Linked DNA regions of Sus scrofa: regions 1, 2, 3 and 5 are each linked to region 4. The links are chromatin contacts, called in public HiChIP or PLAC-seq maps. All regions are on one chromosome and are shown on one strand. The core of a region is the stretch at or near the end of the contact, and the rest is flanking DNA. Distances in the headings are between cores, read along the strand shown. Region 1 holds the start of TAMM41 (phosphatidate cytidylyltransferase, mitochondrial). Region 2 overlaps TAMM41 (phosphatidate cytidylyltransferase, mitochondrial). Region 3 overlaps ATG7 (autophagy related 7). Region 4 overlaps VGLL4 (transcription cofactor vestigial-like protein 4). Region 5 overlaps ATG7 (autophagy related 7).

Region 1 (2,700 bases), core at 176-2,675, 200 kb after region 4:
TCCAAATCCAGAAGACCCTCCTGCAAACTGCACACTACCATTTCCTTTGTTTATTCAAGATGACAAAACTGTTAGGCTGGGCCTGAACTACACCTAGCAAAAACCCAGTCCAGAACACGAGTTGCACACACAGAGAACATCTCTACCGGGACTCGTGTTCCTTTTATGTTAATTCAGTAAAAGCTCAAAAGCCTCTGAAAACCTCAGCAGGCAAATAACAGCCTCACTTAAGTGGAAAATATTTGCCTGCCTCTATGCTACTTGGCCTTGAATCTTCTCAGTGAACTTTTTTTCTTTTTTTTCCATTTACAGAAAAAGAAATCTACAATCTTAAGAAACACTGTACCCTCAACTGCTGTTGTGCTCAGTCAGCTTTGAAGAATAACAATGTCTAATCCTAAACACTCTCGCTAAAAGTCCTGAGGCTGGGCGAACAAACTGGCCACTAACTCTTGCTGTAGTTAGTCACTGCACCTGCCCTGACCCTCCATTCAGCCCACCAGCTTCCTAAAGTCCAGAGAAGTATTTAGTATTTTCTCTTTACAGACAGAGACGTGACTCTCAAGCTTGGCTGCGTATTAGAATCACCTGGGAAGTTTTAAAAAATTCCTGAAGCCCAGGGCTTGACCCAGACCAATTAAATCTGAAATCTCCGTAAATGGTACCCAGAACATCAGCATTTTTTTAAAGCTTCCCAGAAAACTCTAATGTTCACGCAAGCGTGAGAACACTGGCAAATACTTATTTTCCTTTCTTCCATCCTGCCCCGGCACCAGCTTTTCCCTCCGCTAACTGCAGCTCCTGCTCTAGACCGAAGTGGACTCCTACGGAACCTTCAAAACTCGGCTCACGCTGTCTTTCTACCAGAAGCACTTTCGTACGATTTGTATTTCGCTAGTTGGTGCGTGGAATGCGCAGAGCAGACAGGAGAGCTCTTAGAGGGACTGAAGGCAAAGGAAAGTAGTGAGAATATTCTGGCGTGGGGCTGGCCCGGGCTCACCTTCTGGTCTGAGCTGGGCCCCGCCTGGCGGTACACTCCAGAACCGTAGGCGAAAGCCAGGCTCAGCTCTTCGGGGAAGTGAGACAGGATCTTGCGGAAGGTCACCCCGGAGCTTTGCAACGCCTGCAGCGCCATGGGGCCGGGGCTCAGCGACAGGGACCCTTGGCGGGGAGGGGAGCGAAGGACAGCAGGGCGAGGAACTGATACCCGCTAAGGGTGGGAGATGGAAGTCGAGGACTGGTCAGAACAGGAGAAGGCTGAGGCCGGGGGCAGGAAGTGGCGTGGCCGGCAGGGACTCGCGGGGGTACTCCAGTCCCGGAGCAGGCTGGAAAGCACCTACTAGAGAACCAGGTGGGCGCTGGCCCAGCCGGTCCAGCGGCCACGTGGGCCACGCCTCCCCCACGCACACGTGCTCCATCTTGGGATGGCGCAAGAGCGGACACCTGCCAGTGGATGGCGACGCGAAGCCTTCGCAGAGACCCCTGGTGGCGGGAGGAGCGGGCTGCAGGCTGGCCGCCTGGGATTTGTCTTGGGTAGGGAAGAGTGACAGCTGATTGAACGGTTTTTGAGCCTTAAAAGTACTTTTTTGTTCTTGCCTCAAACCACATTTAAAATATGGGTATAAGGTCATGGTGTAGCGTTTAAAAAGGTCTTTTTGATGGGGTGAAATGCACATAACATAAAAACATATGCTTTACAATTCAGTGGCATTTAGTACATTTACAGTGTTGTGCAACCATGGTTCATCCAGCTCCAAAACTGCAACATTTTCAAAGCTTAGGAAAACACAAATAAGATTAAAATCATGCCCAATCCCACCATCCAGATATTATCACTGTTAAGATTTGGTTGTGCTTTCTGCCCATTAAAGCCCTCCTTCAAACACGATAACAGGCATGAAAGTGCTCCATAAATGGTAAAAATCAAACAAAAAACTGCACCAAGGGTCTCTGATGTTTGTATTGAATTTTAATGGGGTGGAGAGCCTTTGGTCCTTTGCCTTGTGGATTGGACTCACAAAAGGGCATATTAAATGCAGTTTCTGGTGGAAACAGGATCCCAGGTGAGAGCTTGCCTCTTTGTGTACAATTAGAGAAACTTGCTCGGGGCCACAGGGCCATTCAGGATGTAGTATGACCTCCCGGACAGAGACTTTTCAGATATCCTTTCCTTCTTCCCTGATGTACATGGCCTCTCAACCATAACAGAGTAGTAATAGCTAAATTTGGGTAATGTTGAACCATTTCCCAGGCATTTTTTCATGGGTTCCCTCTGCTGCCTTGTGGAAGGAGGTGATTGCCTTCATTTTACAGATGAAGAAGCTAAGTGTTGGATAAAACAATGTGCTTGGGATCACATCAGCCTGTGGCAAATCTGGAATGAAAATGCTGGCTCCACATCTTAGAATTCTACTCTGTCCTTGAACAGTTTTGAGCAGGAAGCTGTCAAGGCTCAAAGGTTGGCTCGGATCAGAGTGGGGAAAGAAGAGGCAGGGACCAGTTAGGAAGCCGTTACCATAGTTTCACTGTGAATTAAATTGCCTGGCCTGGGGTGATAGAGGCAGGACTGGGATTAATTCAATTGAAAAATGATTATTGGAATTCAAACTCTGGATAAGTGCTGAGGATTTGAGATGACTAGAACAAGGCTGCTCCTGGCAGGCTCGTAGGAGACAGACAAGCAAACCCAGCATGTAATGT
Region 2 (2,700 bases), core at 43-2,542, 180 kb after region 4:
GAGGAGAATGGGTAGAGATATGAATAAAATAAATGAGGGATATTAAGAGGTATAAACTTACAGTTATGAAATAAGTCAGATAAAATGTACAGCACAGGGAATATAGTCATTAATATCGTAGTAACTTTGTATGGTGACAGATGTTAACTAGACTTATCGTGGTGATCATTTTGTAATGTATAAAAAATCACATCATTATGTTGTACACCTGAAACTAATATAACATTGTTAAGTCAATTATGCTTCCATTTTTTAAAAAAAGGAACATCAAAAGGCTGCCTCAATATGATGCCAAAGTATCTGGAAAAAAGTATAAAATGTAGTTAATAATTTCTTTTTACCAAAAGGATTAGGCCCAGTTTACAGTTAAAAAAATACAAGTGGTGAGAAAGGAGGAACTTTACATTTGCCTATGAGATGAACTGAGCTGCAAAAGTAGTAACTCAAAAGATAAAGATAAAACTTCTGAAACAAAGTGCCCACCCTGCCTATGCCATTGGCAATCATCAGCAAGATAGGGGGCAAAAGAGATACAAAATGGGGAGTTTCCACTGTGGCACAGTGGGTTAAAAAAATATCCAACTACAGCAGCTCAGGTAGCTATAAAGGCACAGATTAGATCCCTGGCCCTGGAACTGCCACATGCTGCAGGTGTGGCCATTAAAAAAAAAGAAAAAAAAGAGTGACGAAATGGGAAACCTTGATTGAAGGCCTAAGGGCCTAAGGGCAAATGTTAAATCAAGAGCCTGGGCAAAGTGAGGACCTCCCGGGAAGCCTGGAGAAAGCAGCATGCCAGAAGCCTCTGCTGGACGAAGTCATCAGAGAAAGAGCAGGAGAAACCTCAGCTGCTGAGGAATCCCCTGGGGCAAGGTGACAATTTATTTATCATCCCAAGCAGGTCACTGCTGAGGGTGAAGGGGCCGCTACAGGTAATCACATGAGGACAATGGGCAAACCAGGACACATGGTTACCCCGCCCCCCAACCCCAGGTTCTTTTCTTGGGAGCAGGGAAGAGAATCGTGGAAATTATGACCTGTCACAGCCTCTCTGAGTGCAAACTGCTGGCTTGTTTTGGAAAAATAAAGATACCCAATGGTAAGTACTTCAGTAAGAATAAGATACACAGGGGTTTCAAGCTCCAAGGACCAACCTCGGCTATAGTTTGGCAGAAGGCATGTGGAGACTGTGAGCTTTGGACAAAGACTTAAAAATGGCCTCTGGAACTGAGCTGTGCAGGGAGGTGGGGACCGGTTAGGGCAGTGAAGGCAGTCCTGTCACAACACGTTGTGCAACGTGCACCATGCTGTTTTCACTATTACTTAGAGAGAGCTGCAGTTAAGCCCGATGACGGCGAGAGAGCATACAGAGAAGTGGGTTCTTTCACATAACGGCTTTTGACTTCATAAAACTGTCTCCTAAAGCTGTCTGGAGCTGAGGATGACGAAACCTCATCTCTGGAGAGGAAGCCAAAGCAACAAACCCAGAAGTTTGGCCCTAAAGTCTGCTGAGCATGTGCTAAGTGCCAGGCCCTGCTCCGACCTCATTTGGTCCACATGGCCGTCCTCTTGGGGAGACACTGCCCGCACCCCATGGGGAATGAAGATGCAGAGATGATTTCCCAGGAAGAGGCTACACTGCACAGTATACCTGTTCACTGAAGCACAACCTGTAACACTGAAATCCTGGCAGCAACCCTGATGTCCCACGGCAGGGTGGCAACTGAGCTGTGACGGTGCTCCCACATCCCACCACAGTGTGACACTGTTACAAATGATAAGGATCACACACAGCAAGATGGAAAATGATCATGTGATAATAGGCAGTTACGAAACCAGGATGCAAAAGCACAAAAAGGAAACATCATGAAAAAAACGGAAAAATAAGACAAAAGGATTACTTAAAAAACGATTAGGTTTACTCTAATAAGATAGACATTTTATTGTTGGCTTTAAAAAAAAAAATTTATGGCTGCACCTGTGGCATGTAAGTTCTCAGGCCAGGGATTGAACCAAGCTGTGGCTGCGGCAACACTGGATCCTTTAACCTACTGCACTGGGCCAGGAATCGAACCTGCACCTCCACATTGACTCGAACTGCTGCAGTTGGATTCTTGCCCTGTTATACCAGGGCCGGAACTCCTATTGTGGGCTTTTTAAAGGCGTGTGCTTCACATCCGCTCTCTCATTGAGTCTGGCAAAGCCTCATAAAGAAGGTGCTGATTATTCTCAGTTTCACAGGTGAGGAGAATAGATGGTGGTACAAGCACAGCCTGCCCAAGGCCCAGCCACTTCTCAGGACCAGGGTAGGGACATTTCAGGCACTAGCTTTATGTCATTTCTTCTCCATGTCCCTCACTTCTGCAGGGCTGGCATACTACTAGCAGGTTTTTTTTTTTTGTTTTTTGTTTTTTTGTTTTTGTCTCGTAAGGGCCACACCTGCAGTATATGGAAGTTCCCAGGCTAGGGCTTGAATCGGAGCTGTAGCCACTGGCCTACACCACAGCCACAGCAAAGTGGGATCCAAGACACATCTGTGACCTACACCACAGCTTGTGGCAATGCCAGATCCTTAACCCACTAAGCAAGGTCAGGAATCGAACTTTCATCCTCATGGATCCTAGTTGGGTTCATTACCACTGAGGAGCTCCTACTTCTAGCATTTTAAAATAGATTCACAGATGCACAGACACGTTTCAGCAA
Region 3 (2,700 bases), core at 187-2,686, 190 kb before region 4:
TATTAGACAGAGACCCATATACTCTGTAGCCTGTTGAGCTGCCAAATCGTAGGTACATTCTGCCCATGAGGTATTAAAAAGGCCCCATTCAGCTTTTTACTCTCTCAAAACGTTGCTGTCTGAATAGGGAATTTTGCATGGAGTTCTGACCTTTACTTCCGTGACCCTTGTTGAAAATGTGTTTGAATCCTTCTTGGAGACTGACCCCACTTTCCTATGGCTCCTTGACAACTGTTGATCCCAGTTGGAACCAAAGGAAGTGGCCTTAAAGTTGATGAAGCACAAGAAATCCAAGGCACAAAGCTGTTGAAGTGCTTACCAAATACTCTTTAAATTGCTGAATTTGTTGAAGAAAGGCTGTCTAAATCAAACATGTGAGTGACTTAGCCATCTTTTCCTAAAATTTGCTGTGACTTATTTTCTTAGGGTTATTTTTCATCAAGTATCAGTTCACGTGTACTGATTTCATTCCAGCTGTGAGTTCACCATTGTGCTGTGGGAAACACCAAATAATTTTCACATTCTGTCTGCCTAGAGAGGAAGTGCTGATTTAAAAAGTTAATAAAACCAGCTATCTTGGTATATCCTTGAGATCCTCAAATTCTAAAATCCTGTAACCCAACTTTCCCGAAAGACCTCATTCTCATTATTGAACATTTGCAAGTTTCTTGATTCCGGGATTAATTTTAAACTGTTTTCTTCCCTTGATTATATTATCACTATTTGATGCTGTGTCATACAGTTATTTTTCAGGATTTCAGTTACAGCACTCCTTTAAAATAGCTGCATTTTTGTCAGGGTTTTGCTAAGCAGAACTTAGTTTTGAAGAATTGGGGATTAATGGATGATTTAGTTAAAAGGTAAGTTTAGCACACCAGCTGTAACTTAGGATATAAAATCATAAATAGGCTACAAATGAACAAGGCTGAGTGATGGGCTGATAACTGAATTAAAACTCAGCTTCTGACTCATCCACTACAGAATTCAGAATTTTAGAAAATAAAATGCCTAGTTCTCTCATAGTAGGAAAGTCATATGAAAAACATTATAATCATGTGATATGACTTCACTGGCATGACAATTTACTATTCAGCAAAGTAAAGAACACGATTAACAAGTGTTTCTGCGGGCCTTTTTGCGCTTACATTGAGTTTTTGGCCTCTCCCCCTCACAGCTGTTTTTGATTTGGTTCCTGTGGAATATTTTTGTTTTGTTTTGTTTTGTATTTAACAACAGTCAGATATTTATGTACAGCTTCATCAAGAGCCTCCGATGACAAATACGCCTTTGGAGGCCAGTAGAAGCTGTGGGAAACCCCCGTGTCAGCACTTAAACCTGTTTCCAGTGGAGAGAAATCACTCTAGGGACTGGCCGAGCCTTCTCGTGAATCCACTTCTCTTTTCTAAAGCCTTTTGCTAGCCCACTTCCAACCCTCACTGGCCCCTTCTGAGATACTATCGTGCTTTGATTTTTCCTTATGAAGCAATCCCTCAAGACACAGCCCTGGCCTTATTTGCTCAGTGAGGGGGGAAAGGCAGAAATAGCAGGCAGAAAGCCATTTATGTCTTAGATTGGAAACCAGAGCCCAGTTTTTGAAATAAGGCTTGGCAGTATCCCTTCAGAGCTCACTTTATAAATTGAGTCCCTTTTATTTGTTGTCAGAGCTATCTACATGGATTTGAGATGTTCAGATAAGTTGGTTTTAGGGAACGATCCAATTGCAGGATAGACTGTGAAGCCTGGGCAGAGTTCCCTGCCCTTTAGAAGAGGAGTCTTGGATGAAACAGCCCACTTAGAGGTCCACAGTGGGGGGGGGGGCAGCATGCCATAAATGCTCAAAGCAGAATTTAAACAGCTAATATGAAGTAATAGAACATGGAAACTGCTTCCTCAAATTTTAGTCCCTGTTCTGCTGCTCTCATGAATATATTTGGACCAACATTAAGTTCATCAGTTTCCTCACTTAAGGAGATTGAACCATGTGTAAAATCCTTTTTAGCTCTACTAATTCAGTGATTTTTGACTCACTGTACCTAGTATGACCAAGATGTTAAAAAATGGCCAATTTTTATATCAAAGTGATTCCTTTTTATACATTATATAAATATTTGCTGGTATCTTTCATCTCTGGCTGCCATTGCTAGCAGCAGTTTTGATTGCATTCTTTTTGAGATTTAGATCTACTTTGAACCTTAAAAGATCATTTCTCATACTTTGTATGGGCTAGTGTGTATAGCAGTGTATATAAGTCCAAAATGGCACAGTCCAGCCAAATAACTAACCTCATTCTCCAGACTTGGGCACACAGGACTTTTGGTTTCTTCGTAAATTCAAGTCTCCCCTCCCTGTCATTGAATGTGTTCATAAAACAAGTCGCTCACTACCTTTTCATACAGCCTCCAAAGACAGATTCCAAAACCCTCTTGGTTTAAGTACTGGCAGCATCCTTAGAGTGTTGAATGTATAATATCTGATAGGTTTGTTTAAAAATTGGCCGTAGTAGTCTGCAACAGTCATAGAATATATGAGTGCCTGAACTCTGGCTGGTGAGAAGGTCTGAGTTCATAGCCCAGCATCAGCAGATGGCCAAGATTGCTGTGTTCACCTGTGTGAGCGTGCAGGGCAGGACCATGTGCAGTAGCCCTGTGAAAGACCTTGGGTCACTTATCTCACTGAGCTTCATTTTCCTTATTTGTAGGA
Region 4 (2,700 bases), core at 53-2,552:
TTTTTTTTTTTTTCTTTTCTTCCCTTTTTTTTTTGGATTTAGCTTTCTGGTTGGTGCGTTGTGCAATCACTTCCACAAGGGACCAGAGTGTGGAGGAACTGTGGAGGAACATCGTTCAATGTCAGAACTCTCCCAGAGCTGAACAGGAAATGGTAAATCAGACAAAGAGCCAGTCTGTGCTCTGTGACATGGGTGCCCTCCCAGTCCCCCAAACTGAATAGAAAAATTCTTCATTGTTTGGGACAATCGCTCCCGAAAACAAAAACTCACTGTAACTTTCTGTTCCCCTCTACAGGAAAATGCAAAGTGCTTGCTGGCTGTTGGAATACAACAGGAATACTGTATGTAGATGGTGTGTGTTTAAAATGAGTATCAAAAAGAGAGAGAGAGAACCGGACATGTTTCACTTTTTACTTGGGTCCTAGAAGTTCTTCCTCTAAAAAAACACCAACGGAAATAAAAAAAAGAAATACACTGTAAAAACGCTAAAAGAGTGAAAAGTTAGTATGTAGCAAGCATAAAGCAAACTTTTAACAATGTATATTTCAACACCTCCCCGCCCCGCCCCCGCCCTCTCCACTGTAACCCCTGAAGCCTCTGATCAAAACAACAAACTTTGTCCTGAAACAGCACCTAAGAACCGCTCTCCTTTCAAGGCATGCTAAGGTCCCAAGAAAGAGAACAAAATGCACAGAAGTCCATCAGGACCGGAAAGGAGGAGTGGCCTTGACCAAAGCAACAGGGTAGCAATTTCTAGAAGGGAACGTCTACCTTCATAGCACAGAATGCCGATATTGTTGTTCATCTTGTCCAAGTACTGGTAGTTCAACAGGTCCATCTTCATAAATAGCATTTATTGGGCTAGCGCAGAAAACCAGCTCTTTGCTTTCGCCCTGAAAGAGTACGTTTCAAAAAGCAATTATTGCTGAGTAGCTCCTGGCTCTTCTCTTGAAACTTCACAAAGACGGAGGCCCAGCCTCAGCTGATCAAAACAAAGTAAGCTAAAAAAAAAAAAAAAAAAAGAAAGAAAGAAAGAAAAAAGAACGCACTCGCAAAAAATTGAACTGCAGAAAACCCTTCAAGGGTTTATTTGTAGACGGTACACGTCCTGGATCCTCAATCAAGCATTTAAAAATCGTTTCAGAAGTCCTGATGAAGCTTTCTTCGACGTAAGGAAGGAGCAAGGAAGAAAACCACGAAGCACATTTCCTAGGACAAAGCGGCGCCCGCGTCCCTCACAGCCCGCTGCAAGTCCGCGGCGCCCACACGCCACTATGCCTGGTATGACTCGTATGCAAATGAGCTTCCTCTTCCCAGCGGGAGGGAGCACAGAGCATGCTCACTGCATCCCCGGGGCTCCTCAAATGTCAGGGATATTTTCTGCACAAGATCAGGCTCTAAATGTATTAAGTGTTTGAAAGAAAAAGAGGAGGTGGAGAGTCCGCACAGAGAGAGAGGCTGGGGCAGGGCTGCTCTGGACAGGAAGCAGCCCTGCCACTGAGAGACCGTAGGAGGAAAAGAAAACCCAGGAAGTTGCTTTTTCAGGACCTGAGTAAAAAGTCAAAAATCCTTCATGGAAGCAAACTTCCATGGAATTTAACTCTGGTGTAGCTTCACTTTGGGGCTTCAGAAACTCTTAACTGTTTTGCTGTGGGACACATACCACACATTTTATTCTTTTTTTTTTTTTTCTTTCTTTCTCTTTGAAAAGTTATTTTACAATGTCCATTTACACTTTCACTGTATATTTAAAATGCTGATGCCATGTTATATATACCTTCCCTCACAACCCTCATAAACAACTCACATAAACTGGGCAGGGATGGTATCACTTTTTACAGCAGCAGAAACTGAGGCTCACAGGGATTAAATAATGGTCTGTGGCTCCCAAAATAGTTGCCAGAACTACATTTAGAGTGTCTTATTCACTAATATTATAACCTTCTAAAAAATGAGGGGAAGAGAAAGAGAGAAGCTTAAACAAGTAAGAATATGTATCCAAGACAGAAAGCCTACTGGAAATGATGGGGGGGGGGGTGGGGATAAAATTATTTTCACTTTGCATATAGGAAAGCTGTTCTGTCTGTGTATTGGAGGCCAATAGAGTAGCATAGCACCATGTCACTCCTGACAGGAAGGGCTGGGAGCTTAAACTTCATATAACCAGTATCCAGTGCAAGCGGTGCTTAGCGAACAAGTAAATCGCTGAATGTTCAGAGCCTTCAGCACAGGAAAAACTTGCTAACAAAGTAAGGGGGAAAATAGTTTTATCTTTGGAGATGGTAGTTAGCTTTTGGCATTGTAAATAGACTAATCACCATAGGAAATGTTTCTATACTGATACTGTTGTATGCTATCAGGAAATTCAGAAAATATCAAGGGGTGTGCTATACTATAAACCAAAAACTTACAAATTTTTTTTTCCCTTTTTTCAGCCACCTCCCGGGGGCATATGGAAGTTCCTGGGCTAGGGACTAAATCTGAGTGGGAGCTGTGACCTACACCACAGTTGCAGCAATGCCTAACCCACTGGGCAGACTAGGGATCAAATCAGGGCCTCCACAGAGACAAGCTGGATCATTAACACACTGTGCCACAGCAGGAACTCCAAAACCGGCAATTTTAATACTCTAAAGAACCGAGTAAATAATGTCAAGGGTTTATATGTAAAAAGATTAGCAACAGTTGCATCTTGGGTAA
Region 5 (2,700 bases), core at 17-2,516, 170 kb before region 4:
TAGCGGCCGTGACTCTGCCGAGGTGGGGAGAGGGCTTTTACCTTTTATTCCAGAATATATTCTGGAGTCTAATCTCCTCTGTACACATTCAAGGTTAACTTGCTGTGTAACCTTGGCAAGTGGTGAACTCTCCCTGAGACTTAGCCCCTTTACTGTAAAATGGAAATATTAACAGCCTTCTAGGAGAATTCTAACCATCAAATAAAATAATGTGTTCATAATACCTAACACACTTTCTGGCACATAAGCACTAAAACAGGGGGCAGCTGTCATCATCATCATTATTATAATTATAATTAATCACAACTTGGGGTGAGACATATATTTATACTGTTTCATATTGCTCCTGTTAAATAGTATAATGAGAATGTCATTTCCACTCAGGAATTTAATAAACTTATTTCTTTTAATAACAGAGAGAAGTGATTGTTTGACCATAGATATTAATCATTTTTTATCAAATCAATTTCTGAAAAACCAAATCTATCCTTTAAATGTAAAAGGCTCCCTCCATGAAAACATGGTTTGCTGAGCTGAGACCATGGTACAGTCTCCTCCCCTAATATGTTTGGCTTTTGTAAAAGTTAAAAAGCCAAGGAAAGAAGTAGAGGAGATAATTGGAAAGTTTCCAGGTAGCTTTCAGGAGGCTTTAAGTACATCAGAAGCCCTGTTGGATCTATTCATAGCTTTGTTTTCTGGACCAGTATTCTAGAAGTTGCCACATTCTTTTCATTTGTGTCTTTCACAGAGGGCAGTAAAATTTAGTTCTAATTATATTTAGGGCATCTGGATTCTAGTCAGCATTTCTGGCTCCTTTTTAGAACCTAAAGTCTGCGGCTTATTCCTAATGTGGAAAATGGAATAATCCCCCAGGCCTGGGAAGAAGAACTCCAACATGCAGGCTGCTGTTACTATAGCGAGACTCCGCTACAGACATCACAAGACTTGTTATACAAGGAAACATGATTACAGTGGATTAGAGAAACTTGCCAGGGCCTTGAAGGATTTATTACTTTTTGAATTCTGAATGAGACATAAATATGCTTTTCCCCTTTTAATTTTGGACCCCATACGGAGAAGGTGAAAAAAATTCTTCAACAAATTCTAGAATGCTTAGCTGCTAGAGCTCGGTGGGTATTGTGTCCAAGTCATATTGCAAAGGGCATGGATACTTGCTTGGCAGAGACGCAAAACAGGCACTCCTTTCTGTCTGCACTGCCAAGTTCGTTACTGCCCTGTCTCCCAGTGGGAGAAAAATGTAGCTCCTTGGGGAGTCTTCTGGAAGGCAGCGTGGTGTAATGGAAAAAGCAGTGCACTCAGAGGCATGAGGCCTGGATTGCAGCTTCCACACTTAAAAGCTCCATGATTTCAACAGGTTACACCCTCTGAGCCTTAGTGCCCTTTTATGAAAGGGTAATTCCCATCTCAGAGGGTGGCTTTAACTTTTAACGTATGTTAAATATCACGAATAGAATCTCAAAAGTTAGTTGCATTAGCATTAAAATAGAAACCTGTGGTACACTCAGGTGAATTTGTAGATCTCAAATTCTGCCAATGCCCTAAAAGGAGGGACTTTTAAAAATAAAGATGGTCTCTCACCTTATCTGTTCTGTAGATTTTTTTGGTTTCTCTGGAGACTGACCAGATCGCGTAAGGGTAATAGTTACGAACCACATAGGAATCAGACCTGAGTTTAAGTTCCTGCGTACTAGCTGCGAAGCCGTGATAATTCACCTAGCTTCTGTTATCCTCAATTTCCTCATCTGTAAATCGGATATAACAGTAGTGCCTCAGGCATTCCCTATCACTTTACCTTGTTTTATTTTCTGTGTGGGACTTAATCACTATCTGAAATTGTCTTTATTTTCTGTCTCCCACTCCAGCTCCCACTTAAATATATTCCCCTTAAGGGCAAAGCATTTATGACATCTTGTTTACCATTTTATATGTCTTGCCAAAGGTAGTGAGTGACTGGTACCTTATCGTTATTTATTCTTCTGGCCTTTCACTTCTATTTTTAAAACTTCCCCTCCCAGTGTCATGGCTAAATTTATATACAGTAGCTGAGTTAGAAAGTGGGCAGAGTTGTTCTCTGTTTGGAAATGCCTGTGTTCTTACAGTTGAGTTTCTATTTCCTGAAGATGCTTACTCAGCCTTGGATGGCACAGTTTGACTTGTGACATCAGAAGATTGACAGGCAGAAGTCTGACTCAGGGATCCAGCTAGGAAAGAGCATGACTTTCAGCCCAGCTCGCCCTTTGAGGGATGGCTGGGCAGGGCTCAAAAAGGTCTTGGATTTCAATTTATCTAGGAAGGTATTTAGCAAATTATTTTTAACCATTTGGATTTGGTACAGATCACCCTAGGAATCTGCAGCCTCTGCATAAGTGAGGAATGAGGTGGGAGGACAGAGCGGAGCTGAGGTGGAGGGCAGGCTTTCCCTGGAGATGGGCATCTTTCTCCAGGGCCTGGACTGCACTTGCCCCTCTCCACCCAGACCCCCAGAGCATCCTCTTTCACTTTTACCTACTCAACACCTTGGAAACCACAGAGATTCCAGGGTTTTACACAGCCACTCAGAGTGAGGCACTGCGGACGGGTTATGTTTGGGCTCTGCGTTCGTCATTCATTAACCCTCTCCCTGCGAAGAGTTCATAGCAACCACCTGTATCATGGAGAAAACTGAGCCCTAAGAAGAGG

What was found. HiChIP or PLAC-seq counts read pairs in DNA pulled down with a chosen protein or histone mark.
Region 1: a contact with region 4 is called in an H3K27ac HiChIP or PLAC-seq map of alveolar macrophages. The contact joins the promoter of TAMM41 here to the enhancer-like site in region 4. A contact is called at or near these places in 13 of 47 Hi-C or Micro-C datasets (embryonic fibroblasts, fetal heart ventricle, fetal skeletal muscle and 5 more) and 2 of 2 datasets of contacts at active chromatin or transcription factors (alveolar macrophages and skeletal muscle).
Region 2: an H3K27ac HiChIP or PLAC-seq map of alveolar macrophages shows a contact between it and region 4. The contact joins two enhancer-like sites. A contact is called at or near these places in 2 of 47 Hi-C or Micro-C datasets (embryonic fibroblasts and liver) and 1 of 2 datasets of contacts at active chromatin or transcription factors (alveolar macrophages).
Region 3: an H3K27ac HiChIP or PLAC-seq map of skeletal muscle shows a contact between it and region 4. The contact joins two enhancer-like sites. A contact is called at or near these places in 1 of 47 Hi-C or Micro-C datasets (embryonic fibroblasts) and 2 of 2 datasets of contacts at active chromatin or transcription factors (alveolar macrophages and skeletal muscle).
Region 5: a contact with region 4 is called in an H3K27ac HiChIP or PLAC-seq map of skeletal muscle. The contact joins two enhancer-like sites. A contact is called at or near these places in 13 of 47 Hi-C or Micro-C datasets (embryonic fibroblasts, fetal heart ventricle, fetal skeletal muscle and 4 more) and 2 of 2 datasets of contacts at active chromatin or transcription factors (alveolar macrophages and skeletal muscle).

What each region holds. Positions count from the first base shown.
Region 1 is chr13:67,982,101-67,984,800 of Sscrofa11.1, forward strand. TAMM41 (phosphatidate cytidylyltransferase, mitochondrial) reads right to left here and starts at 1,426. Exons shown (of 8, transcript XM_003132370.4): 1 at 1,001-1,426. The coding sequence starts at 1,135.
Region 2 is chr13:67,955,594-67,958,293 of Sscrofa11.1, forward strand. All of the region lies in intron 4 of TAMM41 (phosphatidate cytidylyltransferase, mitochondrial), which reads right to left. Among named protein-coding and RNA genes, the nearest start is that of TAMM41, 27 kb to the right of the region's middle. Within about 2 kb of position 1,293, at least 4 of the 83 cell types and tissues checked have an H3K27ac peak or open chromatin away from gene starts, as enhancers often do. A contact at or near this core is called in alveolar macrophages, where this site is marked.
Region 3 is chr13:67,586,210-67,588,909 of Sscrofa11.1, forward strand. The region is part of intron 19 of ATG7 (autophagy related 7); the gene reads left to right. Among named protein-coding and RNA genes, the nearest start is that of ATG7, 170 kb to the left of the region's middle. Within about 2 kb of position 1,437, at least 13 of the 83 cell types and tissues checked have an H3K27ac peak or open chromatin away from gene starts, as enhancers often do. A contact at or near this core is called in embryonic fibroblasts and skeletal muscle, where this site is marked.
Region 4 is chr13:67,777,554-67,780,253 of Sscrofa11.1, forward strand. All of the region lies in intron 2 of VGLL4 (transcription cofactor vestigial-like protein 4), which reads right to left. Among named protein-coding and RNA genes, the nearest start is that of VGLL4, 94 kb to the right of the region's middle. Within about 2 kb of position 1,303, at least 70 of the 83 cell types and tissues checked have an H3K27ac peak or open chromatin away from gene starts, as enhancers often do. A contact at or near this core is called in alveolar macrophages, embryonic fibroblasts, fetal skeletal muscle and 2 more, where this site is marked.
Region 5 is chr13:67,609,800-67,612,499 of Sscrofa11.1, forward strand. All of the region lies in intron 19 of ATG7 (autophagy related 7), which reads left to right. Among named protein-coding and RNA genes, the nearest start is that of ATG7, 190 kb to the left of the region's middle. Within about 2 kb of position 1,267, at least 21 of the 83 cell types and tissues checked have an H3K27ac peak or open chromatin away from gene starts, as enhancers often do. A contact at or near this core is called in alveolar macrophages, fetal skeletal muscle and skeletal muscle, where this site is marked.